2 separate regions of the Drosophila melanogaster genome follow, and region 1 is linked to region 2. The links are chromatin contacts, called in public Hi-C maps. All regions are on one chromosome and are shown on one strand. The core of a region is the stretch at or near the end of the contact, and the rest is flanking DNA. Distances in the headings are between cores, read along the strand shown.

The links. A called contact is a pair of places that touch in the nucleus more often than the background predicts.
Region 1: a Hi-C map of the Kc167 cell line shows a contact between it and region 2, with 2.7 times the contacts expected there. The contact joins the promoter of drn here to the promoter of CG9837 in region 2. A contact is called at or near these places in 10 of 107 Hi-C or Micro-C datasets (the Kc167 cell line, the S2 cell line, embryo and 3 more).

Annotation. Positions count from the first base shown.
Region 1 is chr3R:9,339,223-9,343,022 of dm6, reverse strand. drn (doctor no) reads right to left here and starts at 2,369. Exons shown (of 5, transcript NM_001275480.2): 1 at 2,254-2,369. lncRNA:CR43301 (long non-coding RNA:CR43301) reads left to right here and starts at 3,031. Exons shown (of 1, transcript NR_048352.1): 1 at 3,031-3,800.
Region 2 is chr3R:8,812,247-8,816,269 of dm6, reverse strand. It overlaps CG9837, which reads left to right and starts at 2,691. Exons shown (of 2, transcript NM_001170086.3): 1 at 2,691-3,260. aqz (aaquetzalli) reads left to right here. Exons shown (of 2, transcript NM_001275461.2): 2 at 1-2,780.

The sequences.
Region 1 (3,800 bases), core at 1,120-3,619, 530 kb before region 2:
TTTTTGGCAAGTCGTAATATTTTCTTGGCAAAGAACTATAGAAAAAACTTGAACAGCTGCACTGAATGAAATGAGATTAGGGATTCATATTCTTAATGCATAACATTGTACTTGTTCCTTCTGCTTACACTTCGTTAACTGCTGTTAACAGTATATTCTTCAAGAAATGTGGAAACTATTTCATTTTTTAATTAATTTTTTTATAATTTAAGTATTTAAAATTTAGTTTTTATTTTGAAAACTCAAAAATGTAATTTAAAGTCAATTCCCATATATTTTGTATGGCATTTTCTACTATTTATTTAACTGCTATTTATTTATTGTTCCTGTCTTCGTAATTCGCGCGACATGGCAACGCTAGTCTAAGCACACACACGACAAAGTGACGTAGGCGAGCCCGTGTGTATTGGTGACTGTGGTGAAGAGAGAGAGAGCGTGGGGAATCGACTAGTGGTGAGTAAGCAACGTAGGCGAGCGAAGAGGAAAATGAAATAAATTATAATTTTCTTTTTCTCATTTGAATTCACTTACTTTTTCAATTCGTTGTGGGTGGAAATTACACAGGCTTGAATCAAAAACTTAGAGCTTTGTTCAAATCACAGTAGTTGGAAATTTTTATGTGTTATGTTGGTCTCGCAGAAATTCAATTGGTTGCTAGTAATTATTTTAATTTTTTCTTTAACAGAGAATTGCACAGGGATCGTTGAAGAAGGAGGAGGGCAAAAATATATCACAAAATGGTGCACGACGCAGTTGCTTTTCCTCGTTTTTCCTTCGTTTCAAGTGGCGAATTACGGTTTTTTCTGCAATATTACAGGATTTTTTTTCTTCTTTTTTCTTATGCACAACGCACACGACTGCGACGCTGCTGCTGAGCTGCGTCCTGCGGTTTTTCTCAGCTGCAAGAGGAAAACGCTGCCAGTTTTCCTTTTGCTTTCCTTTTTAACTCGTTTCTTATTAATCGCGGAGCGCACTAACACGACCGAGAGAGAGGGAGGGGAGCGCGGAAAAGTGATTACTTTATTATCTAGTTTAGTTAGCAAGGCGCTGACTGGGCTGACGATGACAGTTGTGGGTAATTGAAGCCAAAAACCAACGTGGATCTGATCCTCCAAACGCGAAGTGAAGTCTCCAAGCACTCTAACAGAAATGAGCGGACCTCGCAACGCTTGATGACTGCGACTGGCGAGCTAACAGAGCTCTGTTGGTGGCAATTTGGTGATGAGAGCGTGAGTCTGTCACTCAACTTCTCCGGTTGAAAGCAGTTAACAATACCAGGAGTATGTAGGATTGAAATGATCGAAATGATTATTATTTTCAATACATTAGCTATAAAAGAAACACTTATTTATATAAAATCGAATACAATGTTTGTTTAAAATTATTTTCAATTTGTATTTTCTCCTCTTGACAATAAAATCAAACGCAAATTGGACCGAAATGTATGTAAAATAAAATTCTTATCGTGACACGACGTAACATAAACTCATGGTCTCATCTCTAGCCCAAACGAGCGCTGTTAACGCAAAAAGAGCGTTGATTGCTGGTGTGGTGAGAAAGTGGTTAGGAAAGGGGAATGAAGGATGACAGGCTAAAAAGAAATCGCCAGTCAACGGAGAGAAGCCATGTAGGAAATAAATTAAATGTGAACCGAGCAAAGATGGTCGAAAATGCGTATTTCCAACGAAAAACACCACGCTATGTTAGCCCAACAGTGCAAAGTGCACACACAATAAGATTGTGGAAGGGGAACAGAGGGAGACAAGAGACAAAAGACCAATGCAACGATAGAGAGTCAAATTTATATCGAGTCCCTGCCAACAAACCAAAACTATTTCCGCTTACTGGGCGTTTCAAGAAACCTTCAAACGCGCTTTTAATAATCTTTATGGTTTTTCGTATGACTTTAAATTGGGCGACGACATAATTTCGACGACGCCATATTGTTCGCCAGCCCAAAGAGAGCTACAGCGTGTTAACAGCCGCAGAGAGCGAAACTGCGCTGCTGCGTCATCAATGCAAACTGCGCACTTTTTAAAAAAAATAATTTTAATATCAATTTCTATGCGTTCACCGAACGGGAAACAAAAGTATTAATGTAGAAATCGCCTAGCGTATGGCGATTGCTTTGTCTTCCCCAATAGTAATCTTTTTGATAACAGTGCCATATTGTGAAATGGCTGTTGGCTGGCCGTGGTGAGTATTTGCCGCAGTTTAACAGGCCTGAAATTTGGTTTTCCAAATCACCCTTACCAAGAGAATGTCCGTTTTGAGGTGCACTTTGTCCAATTTCATTACTGATGTTTCAGAACATTTGTAGTCTAATTTCGTGTTTTGTCCTTACTGAGAATGGAATGAAGCACAAAAGCTTAGTGTTGATTAGCTCTGAAATGCAGTGCTAATAAAAATTATACAGCACTGAAAATATGATTGCCCAGTTTTTGCTCATTACATTCTTTTTGTCTATTTTGTATATATCTAATAAATAATACTTAGAATGTTAAATACAATTTAGGAAATATTATTTTCAATAAATTCATGCATACATTTATTAAATATATATTAGAGGGTATCGTCAATCCGACCACGCTTTCACATCGAAATGTTATTTTGTTGCGATCACTCGCAAAGCAAATGTAAAATCAAAAGCAAATTAAAAAGTCAGAGTGGGGCTAAGAATTCGCTTAATTAGAGGTCATAGGCTCCAATGAGATCGTGTTCATATAAATAATATAAAATATCACTTACGATCCGTAGATAGATACCAGTTTGTAAAGTTTCTCGACAAATATTTCAGCTATCAAAGGTCGCACCTGCCTACGAAATTGGTTCTGCACTAGCCTTGTTGTGATGACAAACAAGCCAAAATAAAAAGCAATAAAGAAAAAAAACCAACCAAAAATAATAACAATTTAAATGAACAGACAGTAAAAATACGCTAGTGCTAACGAACTTTGTAAACTTAAAGGCAAGGTTGCAAGCAGAAAAGCTCCAAAATTATGCGAGACGTACAAAGGCAAACTTAAAAGCGAGCGATACTAAATACTACGTAGTATAAAGTCGCTGAGCGTTAAAAATAAAATATCAGACACGCAACAGCGACGGCTGCCAGCAGTGTTTTCTATAGAAAACGAAAATTATTTCCTGTTTTCAGCAATAACAACCGCGCGTGAGGTGGAAAACGAAAATATTGCCCTGCAGGCGGAGATAACAGAGTTGGGGGTGTCTAACAGTCGTGGTGAATCCGAAACGCATTTGGCCATTGCATTGCAGTTTGTTTACCATCACGTATTAGCCACAAACCTTATAGAGTATGTACATACACATACATACATGTGTATGTATTTATACGTATACCCCGTAGCTTGCCCCATGAAGTTAAAACGACGCAGTTGTAAGAGAAACCAAGACGAGGCGGAGATACAAAGGGGCCTCAAACAATGCGTAAAAAAGGTGATTGATAACAAGGTGCGCCTTACAAATGTTCACTGTCTGCCCTCCACGAGCAATACAGAAATTCGTTTAGACCTCCAATCCATACGAAATTCTCTGCGCTTATCTATTTAAATGCTCTGATTTGGGTAATAGATTTGTATAGATTTGTATGTATGTATGTACATTGTAGCAGAATTTAGCGAGACTTGCAGTATATAAACGTACATAATAATTCCCTTTTTATTGCTTAATAAAAAGAAGCAACTATCTACATAACTCTTCATTTACCTTTAATTTTAGCAATTTTTGGTAAAACATATTACTTATTTGTCACAGTGTCTATAATTATGCTGATACAATTGGAG
Region 2 (4,023 bases), core at 1,442-3,941:
TAAGTTGCAATCCCCAAAGCGAAGGCTTTACGAGAGAGGAAAAGATATAGTAATCGCGAGATGAGAATGAAATGAAACTACTTTATGTAAACTATTCGTTGATGCTCAATACTGAAACACTTGAACCCAGTACCTTATTTTCATTATTAGCATTACTTATTAATTGTTAATATTAATATGTATGTAAATTATTTAAGCCATCCCAAGCCTCCCACACTTCCAGATATCCTCAGCCAATCCAAAGTTATTTGTATTTTGCGTAGAAAGAGGCAGCGTGAGTTTTGTTATGTGTTTTTGCCAAGTGAATTGGCACCGAAGTGATAAGCCAAAAACAAAAGGAACCCCAAAATGTAAATGATAGTGGAAAATCCCAGAAATAAGATCGCACTTGAGTTTTGTTTACGCATATTGTTTAACTTCCCGAACCATCTAAATTATGAAACACGAGAATGAGAGATGAAAAGATATGAAACTATAACAAAACACTCGATGATAGTTTTAAAAATGTTGAAAAGCCAAAAAAGTCAAGTACTGTTTAGGTTTACTGAGCAAGTTGTCATATATTGGTAGCTTTAAAGCTTGTATCTTCAAGTTACACTACAAGTACACCCCATCCACCAACATACCCACTACTTAGAGTATTGAATCGCAGGGGTCACTCGAGCAGTGCTCGGGCAAGCCCCAGCTCACCCCCATTTACCCCCCTTTCCATACGAAGTACACACACACACACACCCCACAGAAAGACCCAAAACTTGTCGCGCAGAATTTTGCATTTTTTTTAAGTGTAAGCAAAACGTTTGTTACTTACTGGACGTCAGTTTAAGCGGAGAACAGCTTAGATTTCATTGAAGCAGGATAGAGATACAGATGCAAAACCTATTTGTAAAATTCAAAAGAAGAGAAAACCACTTTACTTAAAACAGACCAAAACAGCCCAGATTCGCCCGCTCTGCCTTGGACTGTGGGCACAAACGTTCCGGCCCGCTGACTTTTTCAACACCAATCAGTACAAAATAATTTCCATTTCAATGTTGGGAGCCCGAAACAAGATCGCGGCGGAGCTCTCCATGCTGCGAGTCCAAGGCGTTTGTGTCCCCAACCAAGGCGACTGCGAATTGAAGGCCTCTGAAATTATAATTCAAATTCAATTTTTTAATTTAAATTTAAAGCGTAACGACGACGATTCGACCAAGTTCGAATATTATTTTTAACCTCTTTTATTTAAGCCGAAACATGATTCGTCGTTCTAAAAACAATGAAAAGAAAGCAACCAAGCACTATGTATTTTTTTAATTTCTCCATTGATCTAATTTACAATTTAATTTGCAATTTTTTGTGATACTTTGCTATATTTTTAAACCTGGTATGTATACAAATTAAAAACAAATACAACTGAAGAGAAAACGATTAATTAAATACCCTTACAATTACCTTAAATGGACCATAAGATGAATGCGAATATGAAGAGCAAACTCGCAATTCTATATTGTAATTATAGAAACGATTGTGAATAAAAATCTGAGAAGAATTGTAAAGCAATATTGGAAATGTGTTAAATCCAAGTCAACTTTTAAAATTTGAGAAAAAAGAAAGAAAACCCCACAAACCAAACAACAACAACAAAACAATAGAAAAAAGAAATAAACAATTGTACATGGCTTTCGTAAAGAAATTTATGAAGGCTTTGTATGATTAACCAAAAAAAAATCCACAAATTTGTGTTTTTATTTGCGTTATCACGTACAGTTTTTCGTTGGCACTTTTAATTCCAGAGCTAATCGGCAAGATCCCCATACCCCGTACCCCCCGTAGAGAATCATAACCCCCTCCACATTCCAGACGATTCGAACAACATGTGCTCCGAAAAATTCCACTACGAGGTTCTCACATGTTTTTGTTTTTGAGCACGATATCTAAGCGAGCAACCAGAAAGACAGAAAGAACCACAATAAAATTGAAAACTAAAAAGCGCTTTGCTAGGAGATCGAAACAAAGGAAAATGCGCATATAGTACATATGCATATAAATATACATACATACATATTACATATATAAATGCAGCTGCATTTGTGCTGCGATTTCACAAACACCCAGATATTGCGACATAAATGCATGCAAAGTAAAATAAAACGATAAGCAACTTTACAGAGCCGAAGGGCATACATGTAATAGAACCATTTCCAACTCCGTTTCGATGTGAAAAACTATCCTGATTGTTCCTATGTTAGTTCTGAGTAGATGCAACCGCAATCGGATCGGCGAATCCATTAACAACTATGCAATAAGTGCGAATTGTCATTGTGCGTTGAGGAAATTTATATAGATACGCAACAACATGTAAGCATTTTATAGATTCTTACACAGCAGTCAGCATGATAACGATAAATGTTTAAAAGTTTTACCACATCACCACTACACAAAATAGATACATACATGTTTAAGAAGTTTATATACATAAATTGATATGAGACGACCGATAAGATCGTAGCCAGAGAGCTCAGCTAGCAGCAAAGTCAAGTTAAAACTCAAACAAAACAAACAATTGCCTAACGATCAAACAATCAATGTGTAAATCCCCTCCCAAAAAACACCCCATCCAGTCGATGAATCCCCACATCCCATTCCCATTCCCATTCCCACCTAACCCATCCAACTTCCCCAAATCCCCTAAAACGTGAACAGAGAGATACAAATATTTTCAATGGAAACCCCGAACGAGATCCAGATGACGTCCAACTACTCCGGCCGAAAAATCCACATGCCATATAGTAAATTGGATTTTTTCAGCCCAGATCCTATTTTTACTAGCTTAAAGTTTTTAGTTCTTGGATCAGAAATAAGCTTATAATCCATTAAATACGCTCCTTTTTAACTTTTTCAAACTGAAAATTGCTTACAAAGCCAAAATATTTATGAGTTAACTTTTTCGATTCGAAAAAATTGAGTCAAGGCAACTTCTCGAGTTTCGAGTGTCAACAGCGATAGGAAGGGAATTTCCATTTGGTTAGATGTTTAAAAACCCATTTACATATGATAATGATTTCCTATGAGTTCTTTGTTGAAACAGATGTTTAAAAAATGGAGCTTGGCTGATTGCAAAATTGAACAAAGTTGAAGTGAATATGGGTATGGATGGCTTATTGGATATTTCGATTTAGGAGGTAAAAGTCCGCGACTTCGATGGAACCCCCGAAAAGTGGCGATCCCAGAAGGAGGACGGTGGAGAGAGAGAGCTGTTGGATCAGTTTAGTTCACAGGTAAGTTGGCAAAACGCGAATGTGACTCACTGGCGGTACAAACTAGTATTATCTAGGTGGATTTCTCTAGAGGTTGCTCGAAGAAAAAACAGACGCCGTGCGAGTGGTGAACGTGCTTCGAATCACCTTATCTCGCACCTACCGCGCTCCACACAGAGAAACAAATATGCTGCAACTTTACACGTTTTAAATGCAGTTTTCTAAACAAAAATATATGTGTGAAATTTGTATACCCATTTAGATCAATTTTAACGTGCTTTGATAAGTCTCGAAAACGATTTGAGTTTCGGATGAAATGAATCATCACCCCAATTGTTACTCTGCATTTGATGTTTCTGTTTTTTACCTCGCCGCTTTGGGATTTCTTTATAAACGATGTCGCAAAAGAAAACTGGATTCACAGGCAACACACTATGTGGGCAATGGGCTTCGGTTTTGAATTCGGTGTCGTTGTTTACCGCTTCGCTACCCCTGAAGTAAATACGTTCATACATATGCATGTATATATGTACTTACCATTATGTTTGTACTTTATATGTACCATATCCGATCGAGTCGAATGAATACAAGACAATAACTGTACGGGTTGTCCATATTTGAGCATCGAAAGCGTTTTTCCCTCGACGAATTCATTTAATGCTGAGACCCGTAGTCTTTAATTTTTGTGTAATGCTCTCAACGATTTTCAGGCCACCCCCGAGAAATACATATACATGAACATATGTATGTATAACTGAGGACGGTGTTTACGTAGTGACGAAAA